Regions from separate parts of the Gossypium hirsutum genome. Here regions 2, 3 and 4 are each linked to region 1. A link is a contact called in public Hi-C data. All regions are on one chromosome and are shown on one strand. The core of a region is the stretch at or near the end of the contact, and the rest is flanking DNA. Distances in the headings are between cores, read along the strand shown.

What was found. A called contact is a pair of places that touch in the nucleus more often than the background predicts.
Region 2: a contact with region 1 is called in a Hi-C map of leaf, with 2.1 times the contacts expected there. The contact joins the promoter of LOC121211246 here to the promoter of LOC107918014 in region 1. A contact is called at or near these places in 10 of 34 Hi-C or Micro-C datasets (anther, callus, hypocotyl and 2 more).
Region 3: a Hi-C map of leaf shows a contact between it and region 1, with 2.3 times the contacts expected there. The contact joins the promoter of LOC107916540 here to the promoter of LOC107918014 in region 1. A contact is called at or near these places in 4 of 34 Hi-C or Micro-C datasets (hypocotyl, leaf and petal).
Region 4: a Hi-C map of leaf shows a contact between it and region 1, with 2.3 times the contacts expected there. The contact joins the promoter of LOC107917563 here to the promoter of LOC107918014 in region 1. A contact is called at or near these places in 3 of 34 Hi-C or Micro-C datasets (all in leaf).

Annotation. Positions count from the first base shown.
Region 1 is chrA01:24,577,177-24,579,723 of Gossypium_hirsutum_v2.1, forward strand. It overlaps LOC107918014, which reads right to left and starts at 1,286. Exons shown (of 1, transcript XM_016847503.2): 1 at 277-1,286. The coding sequence starts at 1,143. The coding sequence ends at 391.
Region 2 is chrA01:24,110,079-24,112,625 of Gossypium_hirsutum_v2.1, forward strand. It overlaps LOC121211246, which reads right to left and starts at 1,266. Exons shown (of 2, transcript XM_041083833.1): 1 at 801-1,266; 2 at 344-630. The coding sequence starts at 1,266. The coding sequence ends at 344. It overlaps LOC107943868 (glucose-induced degradation protein 8 homolog), which reads right to left and starts at 1,379. Exons shown (of 10, transcript XM_041098102.1): 1 at 309-1,379.
Region 3 is chrA01:24,143,563-24,146,109 of Gossypium_hirsutum_v2.1, forward strand. It overlaps LOC107916540 (thioredoxin H1), which reads left to right and starts at 1,272. Exons shown (of 3, transcript XM_016845811.2): 1 at 1,272-1,652; 2 at 1,955-2,077; 3 at 2,174-2,501. The coding sequence starts at 1,566. The coding sequence ends at 2,323.
Region 4 is chrA01:24,249,307-24,251,853 of Gossypium_hirsutum_v2.1, forward strand. LOC107917563 (cytokinin dehydrogenase 5) reads left to right here and starts at 1,286. Exons shown (of 6, transcript XM_041098180.1): 1 at 1,286-1,430; 2 at 1,626-2,170; 3 at 2,250-2,377; 4 at 2,449-2,547. The coding sequence starts at 1,633.

The sequences.
Region 1 (2,547 bases), core at 36-2,535:
ATATACATTTATTTAGAATATTATTACTCCATTTTCATTTGAGATTTTCATGATTTCATAGTGTTCTTCCACTCCATGTTGGTATTAGTTAGAACGTAGTAAAAAAGAAAGAAACAGTCAAGCACGAGTTTAGAAGAATGAAAAAAGGAAGTTGGACTCCATGGAAATGATATAGTTGACTGAAATTCTATTGCAAATCTATCATGAACAATGAAAGCAACTTGTATGAATATGAATTCTCAATTATATGGGATTTAAAAATTGAACAAAGATGAGTTTTTATTTTTCCCAGAAAACCTGGGAAATATTATTCACTGTACAACTCAACAAGATTACAATCCCGAAACCTAATAATTCCCATCACTAATTTTTTGTGTAATTGATCCCCCGCTAATTCTTAACCACAATAGACATGCATTTTGTATAATGCGCAATGTTTTCTTGCATTAGGGCTTTCCTTCTTTCAGCAATGAAACTATCTACTTTTAACTGAAACTCTTCATTGCTAATCTCATGTATCGCTTCCCTTGCCGATTCTGCACTACAAACAACTAGTTCTCTGCCCGTTATTGCCGTCTCCGATCTTCTATACACCCGGCGGGGACGCCGTTTTCCAGATTCTGACACCACTGATCGTGTTCGTCGGTACTCTTTTTGCTTCACTTTATCAGTTGAAGTTATTGCAGGCTTCGTCTTCGTCGACCAAGGTTGTTGTTTAATTTGTGAAAGCGGGCGTTTTGTCTCTGCAACATCAACCGCATTTTCCACCACGACGATTTGTTTGTCGAGCACGGTCGCCTCCGCGGGTATTATACTCCGGTGAGAGCACACGTACTCATCGTAGATACCGGAGCTGGTAGATTGTTTCTGGGTAGACAGAATATAAACAACAAGGATGATGATGTTCATAAGGATGAAAATGAAGAAAAGGTCATTAAGAGTGTTGATGTAACGTTGGCTAAGATCTCCGGCAACCTCGATGATGTGGGGAATCAAAGGGGGGAACCAAGACCATGATATCAAAAACAAAACCAACAAAAACCCCATATAGCGAAGACCCAACCTTAGCTTCCTCTCCATGTTGTATCTCCGCAAAGCATCTTCTTTCTCTGCTTTAACGTTGTCAAGTTCGAAGGAATCCATGTTTGTTTAACAAGAAAATGAGGGGGGGGGGAATGGGGGAGAAGGTTTAAGGTTGCTTTCTAGAGGGGTTATTATTAAACAAAGAAACAGAGTTGGATGGAATCTGCTGGTACTTAATAATACAGGGCTTTGGAAACTTTATGATTTCAAATGGATTGGATGGGATTTATATATATACACGTTGAGTAATAGAGAGGCGGGGTATACTCGACACTAGTAAACTCCTTAAAAAACAAAGCATGGACCCACTTTTTAATATTATTAATGTATTAATTAACTAAACATGAAAATATTTCAATTTTGCTTCTCGGATAACTCTAACTCCACTGCATCATGACCAAGCCGTATTAAAAGTTTTCTCGAGAGCACATCCGGTAAAAAATATCGTTGAGGTTGTTTTATAGTGTTTTAAAAGTTTTTTATTAAAAGTTAATTTATATTTTATTTTCTTTACTTAAAAATTGAGCAATGTTTGGTGTATCACGTGTATTTCATGCTAACGTATAAAGATTAGTTTTTAATAATAGAAATAGATGAAATTTTTAACAAAATAATTAGTTTACTCTTTAATTTAATATACAAGGATTAATTTGTTTATTTTTTTGAGTAAATGAATTAAAATACAATCTAAATTATAATATAAAACCTCTATGATACTTTTACAAATATTAAAAGACAAAGTGAACGAGCTAAAGTGAATTATGTGAGTTTGGGTCCATTCTATTATTTTTTTCATTAATATCTAATAAATGTTTAATCACTATTCACAATATGAGTTTTACACATTTGAATGATAATGATATTTATATTAGATATTAATAAATAAAAAATAATATTCTATCTTAATCCGAATTATGTTAAGGTTTCTCGCACACTTACAAGATAGCCAGTGAAAGAAATGGAAATGGGTCCAAACAGGCAGACCCACGAGTCGGGGGGAGGTGAGATAGGTTAGGTGGTGCCACGCCGGAGGAAATACCATGGAAGGGCTCGAACGGGTCCCATGGTGGCACCAATATCCTAAGCTCTCGCATTCTTTACAAAAAGTAAAATGTGGGTCCATGCGTTGCTACATTTTCAATTACTTCTTTTAAATTGTGAAATTAATAGATTCATCATGCATTTCCTTATGGAGCATGAAACTTCCTAATATGTTCCCATTGGGATTAGTTGACATTTTGCAACACATTATCCAAGTTTTTCTTCTTTACCAGCTTACTTAGGTTTAGTTTGATTTTTCCTTAACAAATTTTGGAATGCATTACTTAGATTATTGTGTTAGAGAATATTTTTAATATGTCTATTAATTAGTTTTTGTTTGTGAATATCGAATTAAGAAAATCAATAAAGTTGAAATGATTACATGATTTATATAGATATTTTTATGTTTATTTAAACTTAAAA
Region 2 (2,547 bases), core at 16-2,515, 470 kb before region 1:
ACAAAGCCCTTTACAAAATTCTGCTCGAAAAACTAACTACTACCCCTATTCAAGGAAACTAAACCTCATCGGCCATCAATACAGTCTAAGTATCCAAAAAGTAGCAGTAACATAAAGAATAAACCATATCCCAAAAACTATCTTCTGTGCAAATTAACCCTGTTAGTATAAACAATTCATTCAAGATTCTAACAACGACTAGTGAGAAACAAGCAAAATTTCATATAAAAATGATGCCTTCGTGTACAAAAAATTACACACAACAACATATTCACCAAAATTTAAACAAAGTTTGCTTTAAAATTTACTCAATTCTCTCGTCATGAAGAGGGAAACACGTCTTTCACAGCCGATGCTGCAGACAATTCGGCGCCCCTTTGAATGTACTCCCTACAAAGAATGAAAACGGAGTCGGAAATAGGTTCCTCCTCAAATCCTGCGCTTCCTTTAGCGGTTTTCCATTGAGACGATTCGATAACCGAATCACGTCTTTCGTGCAACTCTCCACTTCATCGGCTATTCCTTCTAAATCCTCGTCGCTGGAGGGAGTCTTCGAGCCAGTTGACTTCCGCGACAAGATATGGTTTCCTACGTAGGATGTTGGTGACGCGGAACCGTTCTTGGCCTTCACTGTTAGACATTATAACAGATACGTGAAAAATATCTATCTTCATTCAATTCTTTCTTTAGTCGTTTACATGCTATTTAATACACAGAGATAGCTGCTAACTAACCTTAACAGCTAACACCAAACTAACTACTTTTTAACTAACTTTAGTGTTACAAGTGATACTCATAACATTCACAAATGAGAAAGAAGCGGTCGTCGACGAGGCGTTCGTGCTTGAAAATCTCTCCGACGAAGCCGACGTCAAAGGTGCCACCGACGGGATCAGAGTAAATAACGCCAAAGGGGAGGTCGGTGTGGAGGAGCGTGTGCATCATAATGCGGTAACGGAACTCGAAGATCTGGAGGGGGAGAACAGCGCCGGGGAAGAGAACTAAGGGGAGAGGAAATAGAGGGATCTGTACGGATTCATCTGATTGGGGAGGATACGGGTGGCGTTTCTCCGGGAAAGAGGAAGCGAAGCATCGGAGGGAGCCGAGCCTATGGAACCTGGGGGATTGGAAGAGCGAAGAAGAGTTGGAAAATGGCTTGAAATTAGGGTTTAAAAGATAAGGACCGACAGCGTTGGGGCTTATCGAAGGTTGGTGAGTGAGCGAAGAAGAAGATGAATGGGATGGGATTAGCCGAGGGAGGGCCATTCACCAGAGATCAGAAGCTGTTCGAAGTATTGCGTACATGAAGATAAATAAATAACAATATTCTGAAAAATAGTACTACTCGCTAGTTAGAATTTTGAGAACAGATAAAAATTGATTTTTTTAATGATAAAAATAATTTAATTTAAATACAAAGTATATTATACGTTAAAATGGGCCGAATTTGAAAAAAGAAATTGGCCCTTTAAAAATATTTAAGGTTTTAGGTAGAGAATATTTAGAGAAATATATTAATTTTGGGAAGAAAAATAGAAAACGCATTTTTGTAAAGTTTGTTTTTTAATTTTTTGACACATTAAATTTTTTTAGTTAAATAGTTAAATATTAATAGTTTTGTCATTAAATATCGGATTTGGTTCCTCATTTGTTCTTTTTTTTTATTTCATGCTCTTGTTGTTTCAAGTTTTATTTTTTATTTTTAATTATAAAAATAATTATTTGATCTTTGCATAAAAGAGTTATTATTTAAAAAGACAATTAAACAACTGAAAATTAATATAATTATTAATTAAAAATAAAAAAATTAAAACAACATGAAATAAAAAATAAAATATGCTCAAAAGAGGAATTGAACTTAGGATTCAAAGATAAAATCACTATTAATTAACCATTTAACCAAATGAGCTAATTTATTAAAAATAGAAATTAAAAATAAAAGAAAAGCTTGAAAGAAATGAAATAAAAATAGAAATGTGAGTAGGAGAGAAATTAAACCTAAGATTTGAAGACAAACCCACTAACTTTTAACTATTTGACCAAAAGAGTTAATATGTCAAAAAGTTAGATAGTTAAATGTAAGTGATTTTAGTCTTTTGAGTCTCAGCTTCAATTTCTCTCCTACTCATATTTATATTTTTATTTCATGTTGTTTCAATTTTTTTATTTTTAATTAATGTTTTTAATTAATAAATATATTTGTTTTCAAGTTTTTTTTATTTTTAATTAATCACTCTTTTATTTATAAAATAAAATAATTATTGTCAATTATATAATAAAAATTATATTTACTAAAAATAATGATATTTGGTAATAATTATGTGATTTTATAAAAAAGTTATTAATTAAAAAGATAAATTGAAAATAAAAAACTTGAAAATAATATCTTTATTAATTAACAAAAAAGAGCTTGAAACAACATGAAATAAAAAAATATCAATGCGCTTAGAAGAGAAAGCGAACATGAGACTCAATGATAAAAACACTATTAATTAACTATTTAACCAAATGAGGTAATATGTTAAAAATAATAATTAAAAAAAAGTA
Region 3 (2,547 bases), core at 22-2,521, 430 kb before region 1:
GCTTTTTTTTTTTTGAGAGAGAGCGATCCAATCCAAGAAAAAATAGCCCATCAATCTATGGCTAACCAAATGCATGAATATGGAGATTTCAAGTTTATGGAGATGGGTTAGGGTATCTCAGCGACATATGCAACATCTTTTATGGGTTTGTTTGAGTGTGGTGACTAAAAAAATAATTATGTTGTCTAATGTTAGGGTTTAAAAAAAGGGGGTTAGGGTTTGTTCGTGTCGTGGACAAAATTTTCTATGTTTGTGTTTGTCACGTGAAGAACAGCAAAACTACCTAGTTTAAGGTAAGCCAAAATATTGGTGGCATGAATGATCTTTTCTAAGCAAAAATGATATTGATGCTTTATTTTTGCTGATGAAACAAATAAAAGCATGAAAGTTCGCATGGAGGATGCATGTGAAAGTAGACACTTTTGCAATAGAGTCCTTTGAATTTGTGCAACCTAAAGGATAATAGAGTCTTTCGAATTTGTGCAATCTAAAGGATAAGAAAAATGAATTATATTATTTTATAATTGGTTGTTTTTAAAATGTATTATTTTGTAAATTATACTACTTTCGACAAACTTTTTTGAATTTGTTGTCAATATTAATGTAAATTAAATGGGTGAAGGTATTTGGCATGTTGCTCTATTATAGGGGTTAGATGGAATTAGTTATTTGATTAAATAAGGCTAAAATTTATCAAAGATAATATTTAGTGTTAAAAAAATAACATGAAAATAATTTGACTCATACATAGTTCAACTCCAAACAAACTCCAAATAAAATTTATCAAAATTAACATCGAAAGCTCTCATTCTCTTTTTTTTTATAGTTTAGCTTTTTTTTATGAAATAACTTTGGACTCACGAATTTATGAACCAAAATCTAAATAATTTTCTTTTTCGATCTCCAACACCGATCATCAAATTAACTTAGATCTAATATATGTTCTTCTACTCATCAATGAGTACTGACCCACCATAACGATTGTTAAATTGCCGCTCAAGCCTCACTACCCGATTAAAAAAAATTAACATTATAATGATTTAAATGAAAATTTTCTAATAGATTAATGACTCAATTTTATAACTTTTTAAAATTAAATGACCAAAGCTTAAATGTACTAATAATTTAATGAGCTTGAGTGCAATTTATCCATTTTAGACTTCTTACTTTTTTTTTTTTCAACATTAAATTTTTAAAAATAGTTGAATTTCGTTATCACATTGAATCCGATTCTTTATTATTAATTTAAACAGGTGCCGCATGTAACGTACGTGCCGTGTCCTTCCAAATTCAAAAGCGCCTTTCATACTTGGGTTCCATTTACATGGACACGAAAACGCGGAACCATTCTCACCGCTGACCACTAATATTATTCCGTCACTGACATATGAGAATGCGTCACGTGATTCCCGAACTTTACCTATGGCATTCTCGTAATTAGCCTCTAAACTCCTCTATATAAAGGATTGTGCACTATCGAAATTGTCAAACAAACACAAGGGAAACAAGATAAAAAGTATTTTGCTTTGCCTAATTTGTAAGCTTTGAGGTTAAGTGAAAAAACTATGGCTGAAGAGGGACAAGTAATTGCCTGCCACACTGTTGAGTCATGGCAGCAGCAGCTCCAGATGGGAAACGAGTCCAACAAACTGGTAAATATCTTTTCTTTGTTGTAACTTAAGAAAACTGGTACAGAAATTGCTGTTTCTTTGTATTAGCTACCAAATTTTGCTTGCTAGGTTGTTTGGAAAAATTGGTTTTGTCTACGTAAACTTGGGCTGATTTCAGCGAAGGACTTAGTAATCTCCTGCTTAATTTGTCCTGTATAGTTCTTAGCAAGGTCCTCAGTTATGTACTAGTGGTGTATCACAAGTATTAGGTGTTGTTTATTGTGTTGTTATGATAAATTATAGATCTGTATGTATGATACTTAAGAAAAGATTTATTTGGATAGGTGGTGGTGGATTTCACAGCATCATGGTGCGGGCCATGCCGTTTTATATCACCAATCCTGGTGGATCTTGCTAAGAAGCTGCCCAACGTCATATTCTTGAAGGTGGACGTGGATGAACTGAAAGTAGGGTCTCTTAAGCCATTGCTTAATTAAAAAGCCTGTAATTTTAACTTTTGACTTGTCAAATTTTCTTACACCATGCTCTTTGTAATTGTGCAGTCTGTCGCTCAGTCGTGGGCTATTGAGGCGATGCCAACTTTTGTGTTTCTGAAAGGAGGCACCATAATTGACAAGCTTGTGGGTGCAAGGAAAGATGAATTGCAGCAGAAAATTGCCTTCCATTCATCTACCTCGGTGCAGACAGCATGAATCAACATTTAAATGTACTTGATGTCTGGAGTTGTTTATGAAACTAGGATCTTATGAATGTCTGACAGACACTAAATAATGTGTGGTTGTATTTATATTTGGCTACTCTCTCTGCCTGTTGTCCTTGTTTCTATTTCAGATCTTATCTTATATTTAAATTAGTGTATGCTTTCTATAAGTTATCTATGTTTTTATACTTGTTTATCCCATATTATTCTTTTGAA
Region 4 (2,547 bases), core at 36-2,535, 330 kb before region 1:
TTAGGGCTTTAGCTGTTCTTGCAATTGATTTGGTGCTTGGACTACCTCTTGAATCCCTTCTAACTCTACTTGGCAGCGAGATGATTGTCCATCAAATTGTTCCCCGAGTATAGATAATACACAAGCTTTTCATCACTTCCGGTGTATGAGCTAACTCCGAGATCCGTCACTTCTTCCTTCACATCATTACTTATACTTGGATTCCATTCTTTCCTTTTTTCTTCCTTGATGCTTCTTCTTCTTTTATGTTCCAATTTTGGTAGCGGAACCTCAATAGGTTATTTTCATCTAGTTCTTAAAAAAAAAAAAACAAAGCGCCTGTGCATATCAATTTCATTGCGCTCAAAAGGTGCCTCAGTTGTAAGGATGAAAATTATATTTGCTTCCAATATCTATTTATGCATTGGTGGCGAGAAGATGGAATGATGTTATGATTGTGTAAAAACTTTCTCATAATAAAAATATGATATGCCACATCGGCATCAATAACATGAAAGCAAAAACGTGACGTTTCCCAACATAGAAACAGTGTGTTAGTAACAAAAAAAAAACAAACAAGTATTTACAAAAATCTTGTGTACAAAACCACAATTATACGATGCTAAACTCACAAACAGCAATAGTGCCAAAGGAAAGAAAGGCGTGGTTCTGCAAAGTTTGATGATCTCATGACTGCAGTAGTAAAATTATCAATATGGATTTTGCAAAATCTGAGTTTATTAATTAAGAGGATCTTCGGTTCGTCATCGCTCGCACTTTCAAAAGCAACTCTGAAAAAAAAAAAGAGAATCTTTACTGGTATTTGCCATATTTGTATAAAATGGTGAGGATGGATGGGGAGGCAGTGGGTGTTGGGTCGAGCATAGCGGCAGCACTCACGTGAAACCTTCCGCAGTTGGGTCCCCACGTAGAGATCCTCCCCATCTAAAACCCCAGCCCTTCCTCTCTCTTCCACACGTATCTTCCCACCCCCTCGCACGTGATTGTCCACGTGTGTTCCCTTTCCGTCCCACTCTCACGCCTCCCTTTTATATTCTATAATAATATGAATTTAATTGAGAAAAAAATTGTAAAAAATTGTAATTTCATGTATCACATTATTTTTATTTCTTATTTAAATAAAAGAATAATAAATAAAAATTTTTCTCTTGATGTTCAGTTTTGTTATCTTGAAAAAATTTAATTTATTATTATTTTATTAGAAAGGGATAAAAGATGATATAGAATTATAATTTGATAAAAAATTTTCTCTTGATTGAGAAGCTTTATATATACATATCAAGCCTTTTTCCTTGTTTGGCTTGAGAGAGAACCCACCATTTTTGTTTCTAAAAAAGAAATGAGAGGAATCTGTCGGTCTGTGCATGTTAGATGTTTACGTAGTAAATCTTTAAGTGTTAGCTGGGCTTACGTAAACGCTGCCATCAAAGGTTTTGATCCTTTTCCTCCTCACGTTCCCCCTTATCTTTTAACACCTTGTTTTCTGCACTCTTTCTTCTTTATTATATATTTATTCATTTCATTATTCCAAAGAAACCATTTCTTGCAGCACCGAAAACCAAGCATTGTTTCTTTTCTTCTTTTAATATGGCAACTATGCTTCTTTTAACCTTCCTTATTTCTAGTTTAATTATGGTTACTGTTGGATTGGCCATCGACTTCATGGAGATTCTTCGCCTGGGTATTGATGGTCAACTCAGCGTCGACCCCAGCGACGTCGAAACGGCTTCTCTCGATTTTGGTTTGCTCACCCGAGGTCAACCGCTGGCTGTATTGCATCCAGTTTCGGCTCAGGACATAGCTCGAGTCGTTAAAGCAGCCTACGGGTCAAACCAGGGGATGACGGTGTCAGCTAGAGGACATGGGCATTCCATAAACGGACAGGCTCAGACCACAAACGGTGTAGTGATTCAGATGAGTGGGTGGAAAGGGGGGAATAAGCCACCTCGACCTCATGTTTGGGCTGAAGAGAGATACGTGGACGTTTGGGGTGGGGAGCTTTGGATAGATGTGTTGAAGAGTACCTTAGAGTATGGACTGGCACCCAAATCATGGACGGATTACTTGTACCTCTCTGTTGGTGGGACTCTGTCAAATGCTGGAATCAGTGGCCAAGCTTTCAATCATGGTCCACAAATTAGCAATGTTTACGAGCTTGACGTCGTTACAGGTCAAGTTCTTCCATCTTTTTCAAGCATCATTATATTATTATTGTTGTTGCATTAGAATGAATGGGATTTGGTGAACAGGAAAAGGTGAGGTGTTGACATGCTCAGAAGATGAAAACACAGAGCTGTTTCATGCTGTCCTTGGCGGTTTAGGACAATTTGGCATTATCACCAGAGCTAGAATTTCCCTTGAGCCGGCTCCAAATATGGTACCTACCATTCATTCTGTTTTTCATCCACCAGAGCAGCCTTTAACTTGCGTCTGTCTAACGTGGTGTAGGTGAGATGGATAAGAGTACTGTATTCCAATTTCTCAGCTTTTACCAGCGACCAAGAGCATCTTATATCGCTACATGCAGAGCCAAGTAACCAAAAATTC